Linked DNA regions of Zea mays: region 1 is linked to region 2. The links are chromatin contacts, called in public Hi-C maps. All regions are on one chromosome and are shown on one strand. Each heading gives the region's core, a stretch centred on a gene start, on an enhancer-like site or on the middle of the called end of the contact. The rest is flanking DNA. Distances are from core to core; before and after follow the strand shown. Region 1 holds the start of LOC103639279 (L-ascorbate peroxidase 1, cytosolic). Region 2 holds the start of LOC113687178.

Evidence for each region. Hi-C and Micro-C count contacts between places; a contact is called where the count stands out from the background.
Region 1: a contact with region 2 is called in a Hi-C map of tassel, with 2.9 times the contacts expected there. The contact joins the promoter of LOC103639279 here to the promoter of LOC113687178 in region 2. A contact is called at or near these places in 2 of 25 Hi-C or Micro-C datasets (endosperm and tassel).

The regions. Positions count from the first base shown.
Region 1 is chr9:144,504,581-144,511,086 of Zm-B73-REFERENCE-NAM-5.0, reverse strand. LOC103639279 (L-ascorbate peroxidase 1, cytosolic) reads right to left here and starts at 3,441. Exons shown (of 9, transcript NM_001370758.1): 1 at 3,236-3,441; 2 at 2,951-3,125; 3 at 2,776-2,841; 4 at 1,084-1,132; 5 at 758-843; 6 at 595-674; 7 at 335-437; 8 at 200-258; 9 at 1-124. The coding sequence starts at 3,354. The coding sequence ends at 109.
Region 2 is chr9:144,320,320-144,326,416 of Zm-B73-REFERENCE-NAM-5.0, reverse strand. It overlaps LOC113687178, which reads left to right and starts at 1,602. Exons shown (of 3, transcript NM_001367489.2): 1 at 1,602-2,537; 2 at 3,971-4,238; 3 at 5,027-5,534. The coding sequence starts at 1,891. The coding sequence ends at 5,170.

The sequences.
Region 1 (6,506 bases), core at 2,192-4,691, 180 kb before region 2:
ACAGATAAATTTATTACAAAGAAGACACTAGACAATCTGATGGTTCACCCTGAATCGCACGAGTCCATACAGGCAGCAGTTTGTGTCCCGCTCCAGGATATGGACCATTTAAGCATCAGCATACCTGCACCCCAGAAGAGTAAACGATCAGATTTGTTCCACTGACCAATCACACATTGTGCAACCAATGGTTACTCACCCCAGTTCGGAGAGCTTGAGGTGGGCCTCTTTGTAGTCATCAAAGAATGCCTTCTCATCCTACAGAGCACACGATAATCAGTACTTGCCTCCCTATGAATCTCCATACCCTGGATAATAATGACCAAGGACATACTGCAGCATATTTCTCCACAAGAGGGCGGAAGACAGGGTCGCTCAGCAGGGCTTTGTCACTTGGGAGCTGAAGAAGGCCCTCCTTGTCGCCACTCAGAAGTTCCCTATGAAAATATGGGAATAGTAGGATATATGGGATGGCTGTTAATTTCTAGCACAGCATTCAGCTGCCCAGTAATGACATAACAAAGGTAAACAAATTTTAAGTATTTCTTAACTAAATGCAGTTGCTTTTCAATAGTAAACAAGACATACACTCACTTGAAGTAAGAGTTGTCAAAGACCAAAGGGTTCGTAGTCCAGGCCCCCTCAAAACCAGACCGCTCTTTGTGGCACCTTCCCTAATAAAACCTCAAAGAAAACTAAATCAGTACAGGCATACACATTAAATTCCTGAAGCAAACATGAGTGGACAGCAACAAACCAAGGTGTGGCCACCAGAGAGGGCAACAATGTCCTGATCACTCAAACCCATCTGCTTGCCAAAGACTTGCCTCAGGTGGTCAGAACCTGGTTAAAAAAAAGCAAGCAGCAAGTGCCAGTCCTCGTGTCAATAGAAGTGACATGAAAACGAGTGTTTGGTCTGGCCGCCTATGCGGTGCCTTGGCTACAAGGAACCACTGTTACCCAAAGCAAGCTGGGTACAGGGATGCCAAAACAACATCTTTGAAACACTTAAAAAAAGATGCAAGGTCAATGTAACCCATTAACTCAGCATTCATGCCAATCTAGTAAAGATTAGAAATCTACCCTTGGTGGCATCAGGAAGACGGCCCTCAGGTGGCGGCTGAGGCTTGTCCTGAAAAAGACAAGGAAAGATATAAATACTGATGACGAAAAAGGCATGGAACAAATAACATCATCACTCAGTCATGTCTATAAAAAGAAAAGATCCAGTGCAGTAGACTCCCACATGAGTAGGGTGCGGAAGGGATAAACCGAGCAAGCCTTCCCCTGACTCAGTTCTCACCACTGCAAAGGTCTACCCTTCTCAGTCATGTTTCTCTATAGTTATTAGAAAAGAGAAGAGATAGAATCGAGCAACTTTATCACCAAAGGTTAACTAATTGTCACCCAACACATAGTAACAACAAATCAAGGGAAAATATTATCAGCTCTGGACACCATGCAGAAAGTTTATGGTCTATGTGTGTATAATTTGACAACATATCAACTGGAACTATACGTGTGCATAATCTACATCATGCACCTCATCATCTAGACGGCATGAAAAGCCTCGACTCAACCATACAACTCATACCCAATAGCATACTCTGGAATGTTCAGTGCATCCAAGAAGAGAAGTGGACCTCCCCAATAAAGATACAAAGACCTAAGATATGGTATTGTATTGGCCAACATATAAATGTATAACAGGATAAGGGCACAATTATATTATACCTCATCACATGACCTACCAACTCAACATAATATATACACAAGATGACAAGAATTAAACAGTATTGCAAAATAATTGAATATATCATCATTCAAAGCAATAAAAAAAGTTGGATGTAGAACAATACAAAATGACAAAACAACAGATTAATTTTCCATATCCGTGATAAATCCAGCATTTCAACATTAATTTGCAAAAGGTTATATGAATACTCTCGAATTGCAAACCAATACAGATGGAACCATAATGTTAGAGACAGCTTCTAACAACATAATTTTGATACCTAGTTATTAGTGGCATCCTTTCCCATACTAAAAAGTATGAAACAAGCAATAAAGTTACTGATGTGACTTTCCTATCACGTCTTCAAGAGACGAGGAATTAATGAGTACCAACAAGGAAACTGCATCTCAAATATTGATGAACATCAGATTAAACCGCTAAATTGCTTTTGCAGCATAATGCCCACCATTCAAAGATAATATCTATAACTACAATATAATCAAAACATAAACTGGTGTCCATGTCAACACGAAACAATGAACCCACAGACCAGAAAGATGTGTGGACACAAGCCTCAAAAAAATGTCAAAGGAAAATAAAGGTTACGTGAAGAAATAAAATCACGTGTCAGGAATAAATTGTTATCGCTGACTGTGGGAGGTATCTACGGAAACATATCCTGTGCAATCAATCATGATGGTGTAAGCATGTAATCAAGTGATCTGGTTATTCAATCAAAATCCAACAGTGACGATTATTTTACATTTAACCCTTTTCATCTGAAATGGTATCTATTTTATATTTAATCCCTTCCATATGAAAACATTGGATCTAGATTTGATGCTCAGGATGATTTGATTGCATGGATATGTCCCAAACAGATGACAAAAAAACAAACAGATGAGAGTTATCGCTAGTTGGAGTAAACAACCACGATCTCACTGAACGACCTTCACACCAACCCCCTCGGAGATTTCGAAACAAGAACTTAAACCCTGCCTAAACCCCAAAGATAGTGAGAAATGGATGAAAAATCTCACCTCCCTGCCGGGGTGGAAGGGGATCTCAGGCCCACCGGTGACCTCGACGGCCACAACTCCGGCAAGCTGCAAAGAAGAGCAGAGAGAGAAAGGGAGCAAGGGACACGGTCAAAACGCACATCGATTCGGGCAGATCGAATCATCCAACCAGATCGATGCGAGATCAGGGGCCGACCTGGTAGAAATCGGCATAGGAGAGGGTGGGGAACTCCTCCTTGATGGGCTCGAGCAGCCGCACCGCGATGTCCAGCCCCGCGTTGGCGCCGTGAGCCAGTTCCGCCGGGCACTTCATAGTACCGAAGGGACCGCCGGTCCTCGACGACACGTCGAACGTCCCCGCGGAGTGCCACCTGCGCGATTAAACGTGAGCTGCAGATCAGGCAACCGAAAAGGCTCCCCCCCCCCCCCCCCCCCCCCCACAAAGATCTGGAAATGCGCGCGCGGGGGAGGGAAGGCTTACGCGAGGCGGAGCATGAGGGGCGCGCAGCTCTTCTCGGCGATGAGGGCGCGGAGCTTGCGCCTGGCCTTCTCGACGGCCTCGCTGTACTCGGCGCTCACGGTTGGGTAATTCTTCGCCATGGCTGCGAGCAGAGAGAGCTTCGAATCGTAGAATGCGATGCGGTGCGACGCGGCTGAGGGACGACCACAATAGCTGCTGGGTCTGGGTGCCTGCGTCGAATGGCCGCCACGCTCCCCGGCGGTTTATAGGACGGAGGTCCGGAGGATTGATGGGAGAAAGGGAAGCTTCTCGTAGGATGCATTGTGGCCGTTAATCCTAGCGATCGTGCGGCCAGAAAGGATGCACATTTGGACGCGCATGATTGGACCATGAGGCGCGCGGTTGGTGGCCCTGGCCGGCTGACTATTTCTCGAGCAGCGTGCCACCGGCCTGATCCATCCCCACTCACTCCACGTCCACGCCACGCCTCCACGGCAAGGGGCAACAGCAAGCCGGCCATGAATGAAACAGGCCGCCCCCACCCTACAAAAGTGTATTGTTTTTGCGATGTTTACTGGCAAATGGTACACCTTGCCGTGAACGTGGTGATGGGAACGATCTGACGAGGACCAGCAATGGGTACACCAGAGCGCAGGTACAGATTCGTTTCTCCTCCACGTTTAAAAATCAGAAGTTTTGGTCCAAGTTTTCATCCTCTCGTGATCCTTTTTTTCTCACGCACAACTCAGAAGCTCGTTCCCATTTATCTATTTTGTTTTTTTTATCTATTCCAGAAATGGGACGAGCTAGCAACAAATGCTTGCAGCGAGTCTTGAACGAGCATTAGATGAAAAGAAATAAAAGCGTGGCTGCAACTACTACACTACAGAGTACAAACTGCCTTATTCAATTCGTTCATACTGCAGCCGCAACAGCATGAAACTGCAGCCGAACGCCAACACCAAAGTACACGATCACGATCAGCCATTTCGGTAGCCAGTTTTTTTTTTCATTGAAAAGAACATCGTGGTGGTGACCATACATACATCAAGTGACGGGCCCAGAATTTGAATCTAAACGTTAACATATAAAATAGTTTATAATCCGGTACTACATATGTTTAATTTATATCAATTTGGTACATGAGGAAAAAAATAACCAAAATATCTTATAATGCTTTTAAAGCATTAGATTAGGTTGCAAGTTGTATAGATTTATTTATTTAAACCTAGACGCTAAGAAGTAGTTTGTTTTTAGGCTAAATTCTAGAGCAGTCGCAGGCCTAGCCTGATCTGGGGAATCTGACCATTTGGTCCTACAGGTCTTAGAAGGAACTTTATTGGCCCGCCCGAAGACGGGCGTCTGGACGCGAGCTGCAAATTTACATCGTGAAGCATCCGTTCCTAGGGATGGCAATGGGTACCCGAAACCCGAAACCCGATGGGTAAAAACCCTATTAGGGCACGGGTATGGCGGATTTTAATACCCATGGGTATTTTATTGGGTCATTTGTTATGTCCATCGGGTACGGTGGGCGTGGGTATGTTCTCTGTTGCCCCATACCCGCTACCCGGTGGGGAACCCGTTAATATATGATACGTGGGTACCCGGTCCGGATTTATATATCTCATATAAAATGAATGCTATGTTTTGTCCACAGTTTTGTAGAATCAATGCTATGTTTTGTGTGATTTGAAGGCATGATATTGTTATTTAATGTTGAATATTGTTGAACCTGTGATAAAATTATGTTGGGTTCGATACATTTGTTATGCTGGTACTTATTTTTGCGATTCAAATGATAATGTCTATCGTAATGTTAATGGGTATGGGTACCCGATGGATACCCGCTACCCATGGTGGGTATGGGTATGACGTAATTTTGTACCCATGACGGGTAGTGGGTATGGGTATGGGTCAATTTTTTCCTAGTGGGTATGGGTATGGCTTTGTGTGCCCACTGGGTACCTTACCCACTGCCATCCCTATCCGTTCCAGTTTTAGTCAGACAGGGTGACTCGGTGTCGGTGCGACGGTGCCAAAGTCAAAAAGATGGGTTAGACCTGACAGACCAATGTGCAAGTTTATTAGCTCTCTAAACTGCAGATAAGACGTGGAGAACACACGCACGATTGGCCTGTCTTGCATTCCACCTCAGCTATTGCCTCAAACCAGTCCGTCCCCGCCGTTGTAGACTTGTAGAAACAAAAAAAAATCGTAAGAGGAAAACGATAAAAAAAAAGGGGCTCGGAATCAGCCAAAGCCATACTAGTACAGACGATCGTGGGAGGCTGCGACTGCGACTGCGACTGCGAGCAAGAAGCATATTCCGATCCAGCTAACTAGCTCCACCAAGTACACTCACCCCAGTAACCGGCTAACCGCCCCGGACCAGTGGGTCACCACGGGCGGCCATGGGCCAACCGCATCAACTGTACACGAGCTGATTCGCGCGAAACTGATGGTGATGGCGACTTTCATGGACGCTACAGCCGCACGGCGGGACGGCATCGGCGGAAACTGTTGTCTTTTCCTTTCCGGCGATTCCACTTGGTCGTGGATGTGGATCCCATCCATCCCACTGCGCGCGTTTTTACGTGGGCTGCTTTGCGGGATTCGCGACGACGGCTCTCTGTTTGCCGGTTCCACCTCACCAGTCACCACGATCCGCTACCTGGGCTCGCTGATTGTCGGCCTTTTAAAAGGAACGTTACAGGCTACAGTAGTAAGAAACAATGCATCCGCTGGAGGCCCAGCTAGAGCTCCCAAACAGCGGCCGAAACAGATCTGGGCCTGTATTGCGGGCTACTCTGAGAGAACCAAGCCCAAGGCATCCTGAACACGCAGGCAGCCAAGCGTAACCAGAGTACCAGACGATCTCACGTATGCGAATGCGGTGAGCCGGTGACGAAGGGCGGTGATGGCTGACGAGCAAGAGCAACGAGGACAACGAGTGACAGTCCAAAGTCCGCAACCGGAACGAGCAAGCGTGCGTGTGCGTGTGTATCCAGCAGATTACCTTAACGCCCAATCCAGGAGTGCGCGCGTGCTCATGATCGAATATTCTACTTTCTACTGCTGCGGTACTTCTACTTGGAGTTGGAGCCGATCGACCGAGCTGAGCTAGATGCTCGAACACAAGGATTCGCGCCGGGAATTGCTAGGGTCTTGGGTGCCGTTTGGTTCATATATTTGTAACATAATGGTTAAGTGATAACGTTAAATCATGTTTGTTTTAATTTAACCGTAATCAGATATCATACTAAAAATTGATACCGAACTATTTAAACTT
Region 2 (6,097 bases), core at 353-2,852:
GCTTTTGGGTGGCGGGTTTCATTCCGTCGTAACCAACTCCTTGCTTCATCTGCAAGATGCACGAGACGGGCTGCTAGGTGCTACTACTATTGCTGTGGAGTACGGATGTCCATCGTCACCATTTTACTAGGGTGCCAAATAATCGGGAGGAGACAGAAAGGTGGTCGCTTTTGAACGGCAAAGTTGTTCATGAGCGGCAAGGCAAACGAATGATGAATGACGAACATTGAGCAAAGCGAGACGATGTCAGATGGTCCAGGTTTCTTTCCTCCTCCTCTTTTTTTTTCTGGGTCTGAGCAACTCGCCTCTGAAGAATGGGGCCTGTGGCGGTTGTGGGGGCGAAACATGCTTGCTGTCATTCCTTCTGATGGTTGAATAACAACGTGCCTTTTGAGCTGACTGACGACTGACAAACATTCGGGGGTCAGTACTCAGTACCCACGACCCAGCCGGTTGCTGACAATCAGCTCGGACAGAGCAGGCCACAGCAGAAGACCAGACCAGACCGGGCTGGGCTGGGAGCCTGGGAAGGAGAAAAGCGTTCATCGACGCGAGTGCCGTGGGGGTCGGTCAGAAACGATGGCAGGCACCACATCAGTTCAGATCAGACACCAACATCTGGAACCCACCAAAAGAGGGCCTCAACTCAACTACCATAGAAGGTGAACGTCCGACCCCGACGCTAGTGCTTCTGGATTCTACTCCCCGCTCCGGATCCCCACCCAACCGGCCGCCACCTGCCGCTGCTGCCTGCTGCCCACTAGCTCCCCCGCCAGGCCGACACCCTCTCTCACGCTCACCAAACACACAAAAAAAACCTTGAAATTGTTGCTTACATGCAGTAGTGCAGTCACCAGATTAGAGTGACCAACCACTGTCGTTATCTACATACGTCAGAGTTAGTTTAAACTGTATGCCAGGTACAGAGTACTCTGTGCTTAGGGGGTGTTTGGTTTCTAGGGACTAATTTTTAGTCCCTACATTTTATTCCATTTTAGTTCCAAAATTGTCAAATATAGAAACTAAAACTATATTGTAGTTTCTATATTTAACAATTTATAGATTAAAATGGAATAAAATGAATGGACTAAACATTAGTCTCTAGAAACCAAACACCCCCTTAATCTGGTCTATACGTTGGCTTTGTAAAATGGATGGTCCAAGGAGGGATGGCACTGGCAGTGGCAGGGCCGAGCATAACGGAGACAACTCTACAAGTGACGTGGTATCTTCATGCACTACAGGCGTACACTAAAATACAGTAGTAGTACTAGCGAAGCACGGGCACGGGCAAGAGTTCGGAATGGGACTGGCATAGTATAGCACGCCGCTAGTGGCACTGGCGGCGAGGGCGAGACACCACGCGGCGAGCCACGGCTACGAAGAAACTACACCATCCTGCCACGCAGACACACACACACGCACACATATACGCTTGGTTGGGGAAGTGTAATTAGTGCCTCACTTGCTCGCACACGGCACACCTTATGATTGCTGCTGCTCCGGGATGATAAAGGGAAGAAAAAAAGCGTGACACCAACACGACATCCTCTCCCCTCGTCCGCTCCGCTCTAGCCTGCTGCCATCCTGTCCTCTCGTCTCGTCTCCTCGCGGCGCTCCTCCCCTGCTCGCCACCTCCCGCCCTTTTTAAACCACCACCACTACCAAATTCACTTGCCTCCCCAACACCGCTTGGCCGCTTGGCGCTTGCTGCTGCGGCCCGTCGGTCTAGGCGTCTAGCTAAGCTACCTCGTTATTTAGGCGACGCTTGCATAGCCCAGGGCTTTGACACGACGCGACGCCGATTAAGCGACACGAGGCCAGGTCCCGGTCCCGGTAGCTCGAACGAGGAGCTAAGCAGAGGCGCCGTTCTGCTGGTTGGCTTCTGTGATGGGGTCGTCCACGGACCACGGTGGCGCCGGTTGGCGGGGCAAGAAGCAGGGGTCGCAGCTGTGGAAGAAGGCGCTGCTGCATTCCTCCCTCTGCTTCGTCATGGGCTTCTTCACCGGCTTCGCGCCGTCGTCCGTGTCCGACTGGACGTCCGCGGCGGCGGCGGCGGGCAGCAGCAGCAGCAGCAGCCACGTGGTACGGGCGCTGCCGGCGGGCGGGGCCTTGAACCGGAGCCTGCTGGCGCACGGCGCGGGGCCTGGCTACGACCGGGCAGCGTCTCCGCGCCCGCTCCTGGTGGTCGTCACGACGACGGAGTCGACGCCCGTGGCGTCCGGCGAGCGGGCCGCCGCGCTGACGCGGACGGCGCACGCGCTGCGGCTGGTGGCGCCGCCGCTGCTGTGGGTGGTCGTGGAGGCCGCCCCGGACGCGCCGGCCACGGCGCGGCAGCTGCGCGCCACGGGGCTCATGTACCGCCACCTGACGTACAGGGACAACTTCACCGCCGCGGGCGCGGGCAAGGAGCGCCACCACCAGCGCAACGTGGCGCTCGGGCACGTCGAGCACCACCGCCTCGCCGGCGTCGTCCTCTTCGCGGGCCTCGACGACGTGCTGGACCTCCGCCTCTTCGACCAGATCAGGGAGATCAGGTAGGTTAGGTACCACACAGCCATCCATCATCCTTGCTTCGCGTCGGGTCGCGTCGCGTATTGCCGAAGCAAAGCTCGCTGCTTTTTTTCATTGCACGGCAGTCAAACAAAACGAAGGGAAATGGTTAAAGCGAGCGCCGATCTTTCCTGATGCGAGCAAAATATAAGCTAGGCGCACGTCGACGCCAACGCCATCACGCCATGGGCGCTAGCGCACAAAGCACAGTAGCCATCGCTCGCTGCGAGCGGCTTTTGTCAGGCTGTCGTCCCGAGAGCAACAGCTCACGCACAGAGCACAGTAGCCAGCCACCGCCTGCTGACCTCTGCGGGCGGTGAGAATCCGGGGCATGTGCTGTGAGGAGGTCGCCCTGCCGCTCCCGGCGTCCGCCATTCAAGGGTCCTTTCCCTTTTGGCGGCCACTTGGACTCCTTTTCCCGGCGCCTGCGGCCTGCGGCCTGCGGCCTGCGCTGTACTGTACGACTACTCTTCGCACTTCAGATCTCGGCGTACAGACAGAGAGACAGACATCCGTGCTGCCTTTGCCTCTGTTCCTTTGCGTCCTTTTTATTTGTTTTATTTTATTTTATTTTATTTACTGCAAGTGTCGCGGTACAGCCGTGGTCGGGCGACATCACGACGGGTGGCTGGTGTCCGTCCGGTGTGCTCTACCGGTTTGGTCGCCGGTCATGTGGTAGCGTACGAGACGCCCAAAACGTGTCGGCGAGATGATGATTGCCACCCCTCAACTAACGGGGCCGGGAGAGCCTCCGGCGTCGTATCTGATAGGGCGCCCGGAAAAGAAATGGTGGTGGTGACCGCGGACGCCAGAGCGCGGTTGCATTCCATGCCGATTGCCGTTGGATCCACGGCCGTTGCATCGCCGCCTCACAAATAAATCTTCCCGCTCGTGCTCGTGCCAATCCCGGGTTTCCAGTCACGTTTCTTCTGAACTGAACGCGTAAATCCGCCCTTCTTTCAAGTTTGCTTTGCTTCAAAGCCTGCCTTTTGTTGGCGGCAAGCAATCATGCTAACCAGCTTTCGCGATTCAACAACACGCGTGTCCAGTCTGTACTGCGATTTCGCCTACCCGCTGTCTGATAGATATGAACACCACCGCCATCATCACATGGTGTTCTGGTCAGATAGTACGCACGGCTAGCTACACCTGCGACCTGCTCTGTTAATGAATGTCCCAGTGGTATATATTTTGGGGCTGCCTAGCTTAATGTTCAGTGATTAGCGGACCAGCTTTGGCATTTGACTGCATCTTAGAAACGGCAATAACGTGACATATATGGACAGGACACTGCTAGCTGTTACGTATGTTACCGTACACACAGGAGCGCTCCAGACACAAACTACTCACGACACGATCTGTCTCGTGAAACGCTGATCGAGAATCTGACGACCTCTGATCAATAATTCTTTTGCAGCGCGTTCGGTGCGTGGCCGGTGGCGACGATGTGGCGGGACGAGAGGGAGGTCGTCGTGCGGGGCCCCGCGTGCAGCTCGTCCGCGGTCACCGGCTGGTTCTCCCAGGACCTGAGCGACGGCACCGCGGCTGCTGCCTCTACCACCTCCACCGCGAGGGCGAGGCCTTCTGGCGAGGTGGACGTCCACGGCTTCGCCTTCAACAGCTCCGTGCTCTGGGACCCCGAGCGCTGGGGCCGCTACCCGACCTCCGAGCCCGACAAGTCCCAGGTCAGTGTCAGTCGCTCGGCCGATCACTCACCCTTCACGCACCTACTACTTTCGACACGACATGCATGTGATGTACCACCCCCAGAGTATACTGCTGTACGTAATTAGCAAGCGCTCGCCTCGCCTTTCGCACGGCGCCCTTGCGTTGAAGACGGCCCCGGGTTTTTCATGGGTCAGATTGAAAGACGCATTTCCGCCATGAAAGCGGCGTCTCGGCCGTCGGCTAGCGCGCCGGTCGTGGCTCCTGCATGTGGCACAGCCGCACAGGTAGTTCTGTATCTGTGAGCTGTGTGATAGGGAGGGAGGACGAGCCGAGGGGGGAAAGCCCGAGCCATGTCTCGTGTCGTGGCCCATCTGTCCTAACTTTCCCGGGTCAAACACATCAACCCGATTCACCGGTCAGGCGGTGACAGGTCACTAACACACAGCCTCCTCATGTTGATTATGATTAGCTGCTGGTTTTCTTCTAGCAAATGGCGTGGGTGCAGTGCAGGTGCAGCAATCGACACAGAACAGATCGAATCCCAGAGGATCTGCAGAGATGGCAAATGCCAACTCGTCCTTATTTTCTTTATTATATTCCTTTAATTACTCCGATGCGTTGGGCTGATCTGGTGCCAAGAGAAGAAGATGGGGGTTATTTTAGGGTTACGATTGACTGTCGATCTTTCTTGACCTAACAACTAAAGCAGCCCGTTTGGTGTGACGGTCGGTCAATCATCCAAGGTTATCACTTGCCCCTGACATGGTTTTTATTGTTGGTTCTTCTACTGTTTTATTTTTTTCAGGACTCCACGAAGTTCGTCCAGCAAGTGGTTCTGGAAGATCTTAGCAAGGTGAAGGGCATTCCTTCCGATTGTTCAGAGGTCATGGTATGGCACGTCGATACGGCCGCGCCTTCTCCCTCGTCTCCGCAGAACAAGAGGAGATAGAGAGCTGAACACCATAGAAGAGAACGGACGAGCCTGGAGGACGGCCGGAGTGGTGTACACTGTACATGCATGGCTACACCACTGAGATGCTGATTGTCCTCCTAGCTAGTTGCAAAGAAGGAAAATTTTTGGTTTTCTCACCGGAGGATGGATCCACCTCTGACCCCCCCCCCCCCCCCCCCCCCTCCATCATAATGTGCGATTTTCTGCTATTCTTTTTTTTCCTTAAAAATGTGATATATGTATATTTTCCCTTTTCTTTTTACTCAAGTGGGTTTAGGTGAATACAAACATAATAACCCCTTGAAGTGTTTCTCAAGGATGTAATGGATAGATGGCAAGCTAAAAAAGATCAACTTAACAATGATGATACGCATCATGTTGTCTTTTATTCAGAAGTTTACTCCAATGCAATGCAATGCAATGCAAGGTGTCCAATTCGTAGAAAGGATAGACACCTGTACCAACAAGCATGCTTCGGAAGCGCACAAAGCTAAGGCATTGTTCTTAGTGGCCCCTCTGTACCCGCTCTTGAGTGCCATGGCATGGGCAGTGGGCTGTTGTTTTGTTGGCCCGTCGCCGTCGTGCGGGAAAATCAACTATGGTGAGAGGCTAGGAAGTAGGAACTAGGAGCTGATGTGGATTGGACACATGCTTTTGGAACACAGGATGCTTCAGCAGTCTACGTGCAACAAGCGGCCATTATATATGGAACGTGGTCTTGCAGATAATCCATGATCAGTTACTTAATTTTGAGAGCCTGAGGGGAAGGGAAAGCAATAAACTGAACAAAAAAAAACCTGCACCAACCTGGCAAATGTTTCTCTTTTTCTGTGGAGCGGGTGCCCTTTCCGTTGGTTCTGAATCTCTGAAAGCCCTGAAGAACTGCATGTCCACAGTCCAAACGACAGTAGTAGTGCCGTTGTG